Regions from separate parts of the Rattus norvegicus genome. Here all the other regions are linked to region 3. Evidence: chromatin contacts called from public Hi-C data. All regions are on one chromosome and are shown on one strand. The core of a region is the stretch at or near the end of the contact, and the rest is flanking DNA. Distances in the headings are between cores, read along the strand shown. Region 1 overlaps Sipa1l3 (signal-induced proliferation-associated 1 like 3). Region 2 holds the start of Dpf1 (double PHD fingers 1). Region 3 holds the start of Wdr87 (WD repeat domain 87).

The links. A called contact is a pair of places that touch in the nucleus more often than the background predicts.
Region 1: a Hi-C map of the A7r5 cell line shows a contact between it and region 3, with 6 times the contacts expected there. The contact joins the enhancer-like site here to the promoter of Wdr87 in region 3. A contact is called at or near these places in 12 of 12 Hi-C or Micro-C datasets (the A7r5 cell line, the Rat2 cell line, Schwann cells and 7 more) and 1 of 1 datasets of contacts at active chromatin or transcription factors (oligodendrocytes).
Region 2: a contact with region 3 is called in a Hi-C map of Schwann cells, with 13 times the contacts expected there. The contact joins the promoter of Dpf1 here to the promoter of Wdr87 in region 3. A contact is called at or near these places in 8 of 12 Hi-C or Micro-C datasets (the A7r5 cell line, the Rat2 cell line, Schwann cells and 5 more) and 1 of 1 datasets of contacts at active chromatin or transcription factors (oligodendrocytes).

The regions. Positions count from the first base shown.
Region 1 is chr1:93,811,279-93,814,565 of GRCr8, reverse strand. Sipa1l3 (signal-induced proliferation-associated 1 like 3) reads left to right here. Exons shown (of 20, transcript NM_001371098.1): 6 at 1,357-1,514. The region is part of intron 1 of LOC103689966 (MARCKS-related protein-like); the gene reads right to left. Among named protein-coding and RNA genes, the nearest start is that of Sipa1l3, 18 kb to the left of the region's middle. Within about 2 kb of position 1,250, at least 7 of the 93 cell types and tissues checked have an H3K27ac peak or open chromatin away from gene starts, as enhancers often do. A contact at or near this core is called in the A7r5 cell line and Schwann cells, where this site is marked.
Region 2 is chr1:93,732,301-93,735,554 of GRCr8, reverse strand. Dpf1 (double PHD fingers 1) reads right to left here and starts at 1,713. Exons shown (of 12, transcript NM_001105729.3): 1 at 1,610-1,713; 2 at 110-270; 3 at 1-36. The coding sequence starts at 1,638. The region is part of intron 1 of LOC103689966 (MARCKS-related protein-like); the gene reads right to left.
Region 3 is chr1:93,952,370-93,955,377 of GRCr8, reverse strand. Wdr87 (WD repeat domain 87) reads right to left here and starts at 1,612. Exons shown (of 7, transcript XM_063280682.1): 1 at 1,472-1,612. The region is part of intron 1 of LOC103689966 (MARCKS-related protein-like); the gene reads right to left. It also overlaps a transcript of Sipa1l3 not described here.

The DNA of each region.
Region 1 (3,287 bases), core at 1-2,500, 140 kb after region 3:
AAAGGACCCAGGGTCACTTGCCAGCATCTACACTGTGTCTTACAAATGTCCGCCCAGGGGCTCTGATGCCTTCTTCCAGCCTCTGAGGGCACACTTAGTATACAGATATACGTGCAGGCAAAACACACATGCATAAAAATTACTAAGTTTAAAAACCTTTGGTTCTGTGCTTGGCAGCACATGCCTTTAATCCCAGCCCTGGAGAGACAGAGGCAGGTGGATCTCTGAGTTCTAGACTATGGTATACTTCAGGACTTCCTGAACAATCAGAGCTACGTAGAAGACCCTGTTTCAAAATGGACAAATGAAAAAGAACTAAGGCTGGATATCGTAGTTCAGGCAGGAGACTGCCCAGTTTGGTTTAAGGCCAATCCGGGGTATGGTAGCCAACTCTGTTTGTGAGGCAGGGGGATAGAGAGTTGAAGATCATCCTCAGCTGCTTCCTCAGTTTGAGTCCCCAGCCTGGGCTGCATGAGACCTGTCTTCCCTACCCTCCAGAAAAGGAGAAAAAGGGGTCGGGGATGTCAGTTGTAGTCTTGGCAAATAAATAAGACACCATGGAGGACACCCATTCTGGAAATGGAAGCAGGGGAGAGGACATGGCTCCCTGGGACATTGGAACCCCAACTCTCGGGAGTCTAGGAGAGAGCACCTCCTAGAATTGGCCCTGCCTGTGCACTCTGGTCAGACTCATTGGCCTGAGCAGATCCCAGGTCTCCATCCTGAGCTCTCCCGCAGCAAATACGGTTTGCCGAGCACTCCAGTTTGTCCAGCTCTTTGCTAGGAACTAAGGGTACGGTTACAGGCAACAGTCAAAACAATGTCCCATTTTCTTGTCACTGACAACCTGAATGGGAAGAGATAAACTAGGAACAGGGAGAGAGAGAGCCTCTTTGTGCAGAATGCGGCCATAAATATCAGATAAGGAAGACAGAAAGGCAAAGAAAGGCATGCTGGGGCATGTCAGATCTTAGAGATTTGCTGTGGATGACAGAAATCCCTCCAGGAGGAGTAAAGGAGGAAGGAAGCCACATGGGCTCCCGGGCAGCGGGGACAGCCATTCCCACAGTTTGCAAGAGGAAGGCTTTCCTGGAATGTTTGGAGAGCATCCGGGCAGGTGTGGGAGGAGAACAGGCTGTGTCAGAGGCTGGGGGGCCATGTGTGGGGCTTCTTGGCTTAGTCCATTCCCCTGAGTGAGAAGGAGCCAGAAGGGCTCTGAGCTTCTAGGGACAAGGCCTGACTCCGGTGCTCACATGCGCCCTCTGGTGGGAGTGGGCATGGGAAGCCAGCAAGGCAGTCCGGGTAGGATTCTTAGAGCTGGACCGTGACCCTTACCTCCTCCCTGTCTGCTTCCAGCTGCTGAGGAAGAGGCACATAGGGAATGACATCGTGACGATCATCTTCCAGGAGCCCGGCGCCTTACCTTTCACCCCTAAGAACATCCGCTCGCACTTCCAGCATGTCTTCATCATCGTCCGAGTCCATAACCCCTGCACTGAGAATGTCTGCTATAGGTATGGCTGCCAATGTCCTGACCACCACAGCCAGGTCCTGAGAGGCTGAGGAAGGATGTACCTGGTCGCAGGTCCCACCTCACCTCTCTTCCTGGCTCCCAGGTTCCCATCAGGGCCTATATTTCTTGGAATTTTCTGCCTGTAAGTAATGGGAAACCACCTCATCATGGCCCGCAGGGAGATGTGCGCATATGTATTGGCTCTTGGGAACAGTGCAGGAAGGCTCGGCCTGGTGTCCCATGGTCCTGAAGGAAACTTCCTTTTCTGGCAGCATTCAGTTTAACATCTTCCCAGCTGTAGGGAGTAAAAATTGATTGGGTTGGGGTGTGGCTCAGTTCACAGAAGGCATAGCTAGCGCACAGAGTCCTGAGTTTGATGCCCAGTGCTACGTAAACCAAGCACAGTGGTGCATTCCTGTGACTCCAGTGTTTGGAAGGTGGAGGCAGGAGAATCAGGAGTTCAAGGTCACCCTCAGCCGTATATCAAGTTTAAGGCCAGCCTGGACTACGTGAGACCCTGTCTCAATGAGGGAAAGAGATAAAGAACCTCACCAGTCAGTCACTGGGACTTGAGCAGAGGCTCTGTGGGGACCCTCTGGCCTGGCCGGAGTCAGGTGCCTCTGGGAGCTAAATGCCTGGCCTGGCGTTGTACGTGACAACAGAGAGCTACGGGGGTGATGACCTGGAGTCAGACCCTGACGAAACTGGGGTGGAGGCTCTCTGGGACCACCTACATGGGTACCCTGCTTATGGTATTGTTGGGGAATATGGTTTGAGAAGATTTGGGGGACAGAGTCTCACTATGTAGCCCAGGCTATCTTCAAACTCACATTCCTCCTGACTGAATGTTAGGATGATAGGCATGTTGAATTGGGAGGTTTTAGTCCCCACATAGATGTGTAACCTAGGCCTCAAGCCTGTTCTTTACCCTCTGCAATAGCAGGGCTACCCCACGTTAGTGGCTGTCCCCAGAACCTAAAGGGGAAGCCCTTGGAGACTAGGAGCAGGATAGAGCTGGATCCTCAGAAGCACTGAACCCAGCAGCCCAGGCCCAGGCTGTGGGGACTGGAACAGGTATACTGTTTTCCCAAGACTACAGGAGGGCGGGCGTGCAGCTGCATCACCCCTCCCCCGCACAGCCGTCCTCACCAGAGTGCTGCTTCTATGTCTCTAGTCCCTGTACATAGTGTTCCCTGTCAGCACAAGTGCTGGCTAGCTAGAGCCTCTGCTCTAGAGCCTAGGGGCTTCCATTCAGCAGTCTCCGAGGTCTTTGCATTCCAGAATTCTGTCAAGTGGATACGTGACAGTTTCCCACTGCCCTCCAAGGACAGGCATTGGGACGCTTTGCTGGCGCCTGGACAGTCACCTCATTTCTGCACTCATTGCAGTCACCATCAAGCATGGAGCTGTCTAGGAAATGGTTGCAGTGGAAGTGGGGGCGCAAGGGCCCCTGCCCATGTACACTGGTAGACTTGGTCTTGTGAGAGCTGGAGGTATTTAATAGTTTGATGTTAGCATGCAGCTGATGTGAGCTGCTGTGTGGGACGAATTGCCCAGTGGCTGCTGGGGACCAGCACCATCAGTCATTGCCCTGGCCCAAGGCCACCCCCCTCGTTACTGGAACATACTGTCGCAGCTGCAGGATGCTGGCTGTTTCTCCACACCTGAAAGATAGCCCAGGTGACAGAGAACAGATGCTCACACGTGCCAGGGAAGAGCAAGCAGCCTGCTTGTGTCTCAGAGTCAGCAGGGAGGCTGAGGTAGCCAGGTAGCC
Region 2 (3,254 bases), core at 464-2,963, 220 kb after region 3:
GGGCGGGGTAAGTGTAGATCTGTCCTGGGGCCAAACCTAGAGGAGAGAGGCTGTGAGAGTGAGGTCCCTGGACGCAGGCCCCGCCCCGCCCCAGCCTCGCGGCGGGTACCAGGCCCGCGGTGGGTCTTCTCCATCCAGATGTAGCAGTTGTTCTGAGCCACGCCGGTCTGAGAGTCGAGGAAGGGCAGGCGCAGGCTGCGCTCGGCACACAGGCGCGCGTTGTAGCTGCGGCAGTGCTCGATGGCCTCCCGGTAGAAGTCCTCGCCAAGGCTGCGGGGGCGGGCGAGCAGTGGGCGGGCGGCTGTCAGCAAGGGCTGGTGCGAGGAGGCCCAGCACCCTCCCCCGCGGCCCGTTCCCGCTGGTCCTCAAAGGGCAAGCCGACCAGGTCCACCTTCACCTCCCCCATCTCCTCCCACCCCTCAGGATCCGGGGGCGGGGCAGGGTGCAGGCAGGGAAGCAGTTACCTAAAACTTGATTATGTCTCGGGTTAAGAAGTATTCACAGACAATATAGAAACAGACCAAAACACACCGGGACCCGTCCACACATGTAGCCAAACATCCAATACAAACAAATCGCACATGGCCACACGGGATTCACACACAAAGAGAAACATATCCCAATATTCACAAAGGAGTAGCAAACAAATTCTCTCTGTCGCACAGCCGCACATCTCTTGCAGAACACAAATATTCCAAATTTTAAAAGAATATCCATAGAACTACCTATGAATGCCATGTATCCAGAGACCCCAGATGTGTCCAGAGGAAGATTATCCACAAAGCCCCACAACATGGAAACACACCACACAACACTCATCCCAACAGTCACACGTTGTCAAAAGATAGGGACCCTAGAATCATTTACATATGCGCTTACATATTCATCCAGAGACACTTCAGCCAAACACACAATACAAAGACATCACAGAGATTTATACAGGTACACATACACACATTCACACCCTCCGGGGAAAAACAAACCCAAATTTAAAATACATTCACAAACACAGGTACACCCCTTGGAAACAGAGGGACAGTCCGGTCTGCCTCTGTTCGTGCAAATATTTAGACCTATCCCTACAGCTCCCTATCCAGAGACACGGAACATAAATGGTGCAGTTTCACCAGACATGTGCACACACTTAGAGACCCAAATACTCAGATAGGTAGTGCAGAATAAAAGAAATCCTATACATACCCACACATTCAGCTACAAAACAAAAAGCAATGTATAAGTCTCACAACACACTCCACACCCCAAGACAAAGGTAGCGTGGGTTCGACTCGAGTGTACCCAGGCCCCATCTTCTCTAAATCATTTACCCTCTCTCAAACCCTAGCATCCCTGGGAGGGGACATGACCCCTTTCCCCTAAAAATCCTTGGAGACCCCTCCCCCACGCCCTCCACCCGTCCAGGAGCAACGCGTCGTACACCATTCTTGCCAGACACCCACAGTCACATACACTCGCACCCCCGCACGCGGTGACAGCCCCCTGACACCCCACCAGCCCCACCCCCAGCGGCCGCACACATACACACACACGCACTCGCAGCCACACAGACTCGCCCGCGCTGACTCCCCCGCCTCGCGCACGCCCGCACCACCTCAGGGGGCTGGGGATGACCGTGGCCATCTTGCTCCCCGGGTCCTGCCCCCAGCAGGTCCCTGCCGGGTCGGTCCTCCCAGCGGTCGGGCGGGCGCTGAGGCCGCCCATCCATTCATTCCCGGGGGGCGGGAGCACGAGGATCTCAACCAATCAGGTTGGCAGGGCGGGCCGCCCAGGCCATGCTGGGAGTGGTAGTCCCTAGCGGGTCCTCCGACCCAGAGGGATGGAGGATCACGCAGTGGTTCACACACGCTCACTCACATGCACTCCCAGCCCCACGTGCACAGACGCATGCACGCACACACGCGCACATGGCCGCTTACACACAGTCACACTACACTCGCAGACTTCCATTCACCCCACCTTCACGCACACCCAGCCACAGGCGCGGGGACCTCGCAGGTGCCCACCCGGCGGTGTCACCGGCGCGCCAGACGCCACCTGGCACTCCAAACTCTAGAGAATCCATCGTGACTGAGAGATAACTCTCGCGGCCACCTCACTACAGAACTGCCGTCATTCTTCTTGGGTTCAAATCCTCGCCGATAGGACTTCAGGCGCATTACTTAAGCTTTCTGGGCCTGTCTCGACGGACTGAAGATTACAGTAGTAACAGGGTAAGTGGCTGTTTTAAGGACAGCATCTTGCTGTTCAACCCAAGCTGGTCAATTCTGCTGCCTCTGTCTCTCCAAGTGCTGGAATTAGTGTGTGACTCCACACCACCAAGTGCTGGAATTAATCTCTGGCAGGTACTAATAAATTCACTTATTCCACAGAGAAGATATCTACAAAGAGGATCTGATATGTACCAAGACATAAAGTGGTAACATTGTTTTTTTTTTGTTTGTTTTTTTTTTTTTTTTTGGTTCTTTTTTTTCGGAGCTGGGGACCGAACCCAGGGCCTTGTGCTTCCTAGGTAAGCGCTCTACCACTGAGCTAAATCCCCAGCCCCGGTAACATTGTTATTAGGAAGAATTAGTAGCCTGCCTTAGTAGGTGTTCAACAAATATTTGTTGAGTGAATACTTAACACCTACTGTGCACCTAACACTCACTCCACGCTAAACCTTTACTAGTCTCATTTTCCAGAGGAGGACTTTGAGATCCTGAGGAAACCTTACCTGTTCGCAGCTCCTGACTGTTGTCTGGATGTAGGATTCGTGCGCCTGTCATCCATCCCTACAGGAGCCTCGTCTTCTTTTCTCTCCTACCATCACCCACAGTAAGAGATCCCCAGAGAATGAGCTGACCTACTGAGTCTCACACCACACACACACACACACACACACACACACACCACTCACTCACTCAGCCCCACCCTCTGGGGAATAACTTAGCATTCTGATTAGAGTGGCTGCATAAATTAGCATATCAAGTGTTAATACAAAACCACTCTTGTCCAGCAGGGGGCGGTCCACCCATCCTCACAAGTCTCAAGATCTCCCCGCACTTCAAACACACAATACATCTCAAGACTTAGCTCCTTTTTACAAATGTCCCCATCCGCCCACCCATATCAAATCATCCAAGGCCTTGACCCATCCGTTCCCCGGCACTGGTATGGTGTCTAATTTATGTCCTACCCAGGAATAAATGGCACCCCTGACTTTGTATCATCTCCAGACCATGCCACCATATGCCCAG
Region 3 (3,008 bases), core at 363-2,862:
TTGGTTTATTAAGAGACACTGGGCAGTTTCCTATCTTTGTTGGTGTCTCATACTTTTAATTAAATTGTAAATGGAATGGAAAACATATTTACATTTTAAGGTATCACAGCTCATTATTGAGATTAATATTTATTTATTTATTTATTTATTTATTTATTTATTTATTTATTTATTTATTTGTTGGCTTTTCTGAAACAGGGTTTCTCTGTGTAAACAACCTTGGCTGTCCTGGAATTTTCTTTGTAGACCTGGCTGGCCTCAAACTCACACAGACCTGACTGTCTCTGCCTCCCAAGTGCTGGGATTAAAGGTATGTGCCACCATGCCCGTGGAGATTAATCTTTGACTGTTGTATGTAAACTTTATTTATGTGAACCAGCTGGTTTAGTTACTTAGAAGAGCATGGCCGAGGTTTTATTCACATGGGCATGAACTATTGGCCATACCACTGAACAAAATGTCTCTCCCCAGCAACCATTAACTTTAAGCCTACAGAGTCTCAGGGAAAGGTAGGCTTCAGGAATTTTTAATAGAAAATTATGCCCCCCCCAAAGTTCTAACTTGATAACCCAAGATGATATGCAGTAACCCTCCTGCCCTCAGCCTTGTGAGTGCTGTGGTTAGAGGCCTGGCTTTCTGTAAAAATTGAAGTTGGAGGGTTGGGGATTTAGCTCAGTGTTAGAGCGCTTGCCTAGCAAGTGCAAGGCCCTGGGTTAGGTCCCCAGCTCCGGAAAAAAAAAAAAAAATTGAAGTTGGTCAGGCATAGTAGTGCATGCCTTCAACTGCAACACTTGAAGGCAGAGGCAGGCAAACCGTTGTGAGTTCAAGGCCAATTTAGTGTACATTAAAACTTCCAGGCCAGCTAATTACATGGGGAAACCCAGTCTCAAAAATTAAACTAAAATAGTTTATGCAGGTATTTTTGCTAGGTATTTACTGCTTGTGATTACAATGACCTGGATTAGATTACATGAGATGTTTTGCTTAATGAACAAGTGAATGACGCCTCTGATCTGTCCCGATAAGAAATAAGTGCTTTCCATCATGTCATAATGAACACCTTCCCAGGACGCAGGCTTAATCAGAAAGTGAATGCATGAGATTTAGAGGTTTGAGCAATCCCAGTCCAGTTGCTCAGAATCCCTTATGGAGTGCGAGTGGCAACACCGTTTTCTTTTTTTTTTTTTAAGGTTGAATCTTCGCTCATTTCCACGAGTGGATTAAATCTCGATATTTCCCAGGCACTCAACAAACACTAGTTACCGTCAGACTATGTCATTACTGAATGAATAGAGAAGGCCTGCCAGGCAGCCCCTACAGGTCGTGATTCTGCGCCTCCCATCTCCGGGACCGGTCTGGAGCCCAGAGGAACACGGGGAGCCGCGTCCTCACGTTCCGGCTCCCGGGAATCCATAAGGGCGGGAGCTAGTAGGTGTGTCCACCTCCTTTGGGCGGGAGCCGCGCCTGTTACCTGTGACAGGACTCCCGACAAGGGACAGCGAGCTCTGCGGCACCCCGGAGCTCCTGTGTAGACGAACAGACCTAGAGGGGACTTGGGAAGCTACGTTTGAAAACGATGTGGGAGGATCCCACCAACAGAACGGTTAGTCCCGCAGCCCGGCACTTGGCGGATTGACCCCGGCAACCAGAGCTCGCGCGTGTGCACGGTAGCTCGCGCGTGTGCACGGTAGCTCGCGCGTGTGCACGGTAGCTCGCGCGTGTGCACGGTAGCTCGCGCGTGTGCACGGTAGCTCGCGCGTGTGCACGGTAGCTCGCGCGTGTGCACGGTAGCTCGCGCGTGTGCACGGTAGCTCGCGCGTGTGCACGGTAGCTCGCGCGTGTGCACGGTAGCTCGCGCGTGTGCACGGTAGCTCGCGCACGCGTTCCAAAAGGGGGTGGGAAAAGAAGTCCTCCGACCCCCGCCCCAGGGGGACCCCCACCCCCAGCAATCCTGGCCCGAGTCCGCTAGAGAACGCGCGTGCGCGAGGGCGCGCCGCCGCCGTCCCGCTCCGCCCAGCGCTGAAGGGGGTCTAGCGCACGGCTCCGGTCTTCTCGCCCCTCCCCAGGCTCGCAGGCTCGGAGTAGTAGACTCCCGCCCTGCGGAGAGGGACAGTGAAAGGTTCCCTGAGCAGAGGGAGAAGGCGGACGTGGCTAGGAGAAAGGAGAAACCGGTCAAACAGGGTGAAGAGCCAGGATCCCCGGCTGGAGCCGACACAAGACACGCCTCCCTGCCTCACACCCCTCGGGGCTGCGGAAGTCCTCTGGAGACTGGCGCTGCACCGAAGCGACCAGTAAACTACGATTCCCAGAAGGTGGTGCGGTGGCGTGCCTACGATTCCCGGCAGGCCCCGCGCGCCAGGCTCTCTTCAGTGCGCTGCTTCTTAGGGAGAAACTACAGTTCCCACGAGGCCTCGCGCGAAGCGGCTTGGAAGTGGGCAGCCTGGAAGTCACTCGGGCCACTGGAGCTGGCGGCGTCTCTAGCGAGCCGCGCTGTGCTGAACGCCGCGGTCGAGGAGCCCGCGGGGCGTGCAGCTGGGACGCCCAGGTACGTGGCTCCTGATGCAGGAGCAGTCTCGGGCAAGGGTGGTGGTGATTTGGTAGCTGCTCGGACCCCGAGGGTCAGCGCAGGCGGGGTGACCAGGCGGACGGCCGGGTGTGGGCATCGGCTGTGGGGGGCGGCAGCGCGGGGACTCACGCCCTCTGTACCCGGCGGGACTCGTGCCCGCATGGCTCAACTTTCCAGACGTGCAACCTGGCACGGTGAGGAAGAGCTTAGAGTCCGGGAGACGTGGGTGCACGTCCCAGCTCTGCCACTCTGGAGCTGCGGTCTGGGAAAACCGCGCCGAACCTCGTTTTTGCCTTCGGTAAAACCAGGAAGGAGGAATTGTCCTTTGCTGGTGATTGTTCTGAGGTGTTGAGATCTGGTGAATAAGGCGTTTCACATTGAAGATACTTATTACGGGTTCGCATTATTGTTGGTTCCTGGAGGAATGAGGTGAAGGTACTAT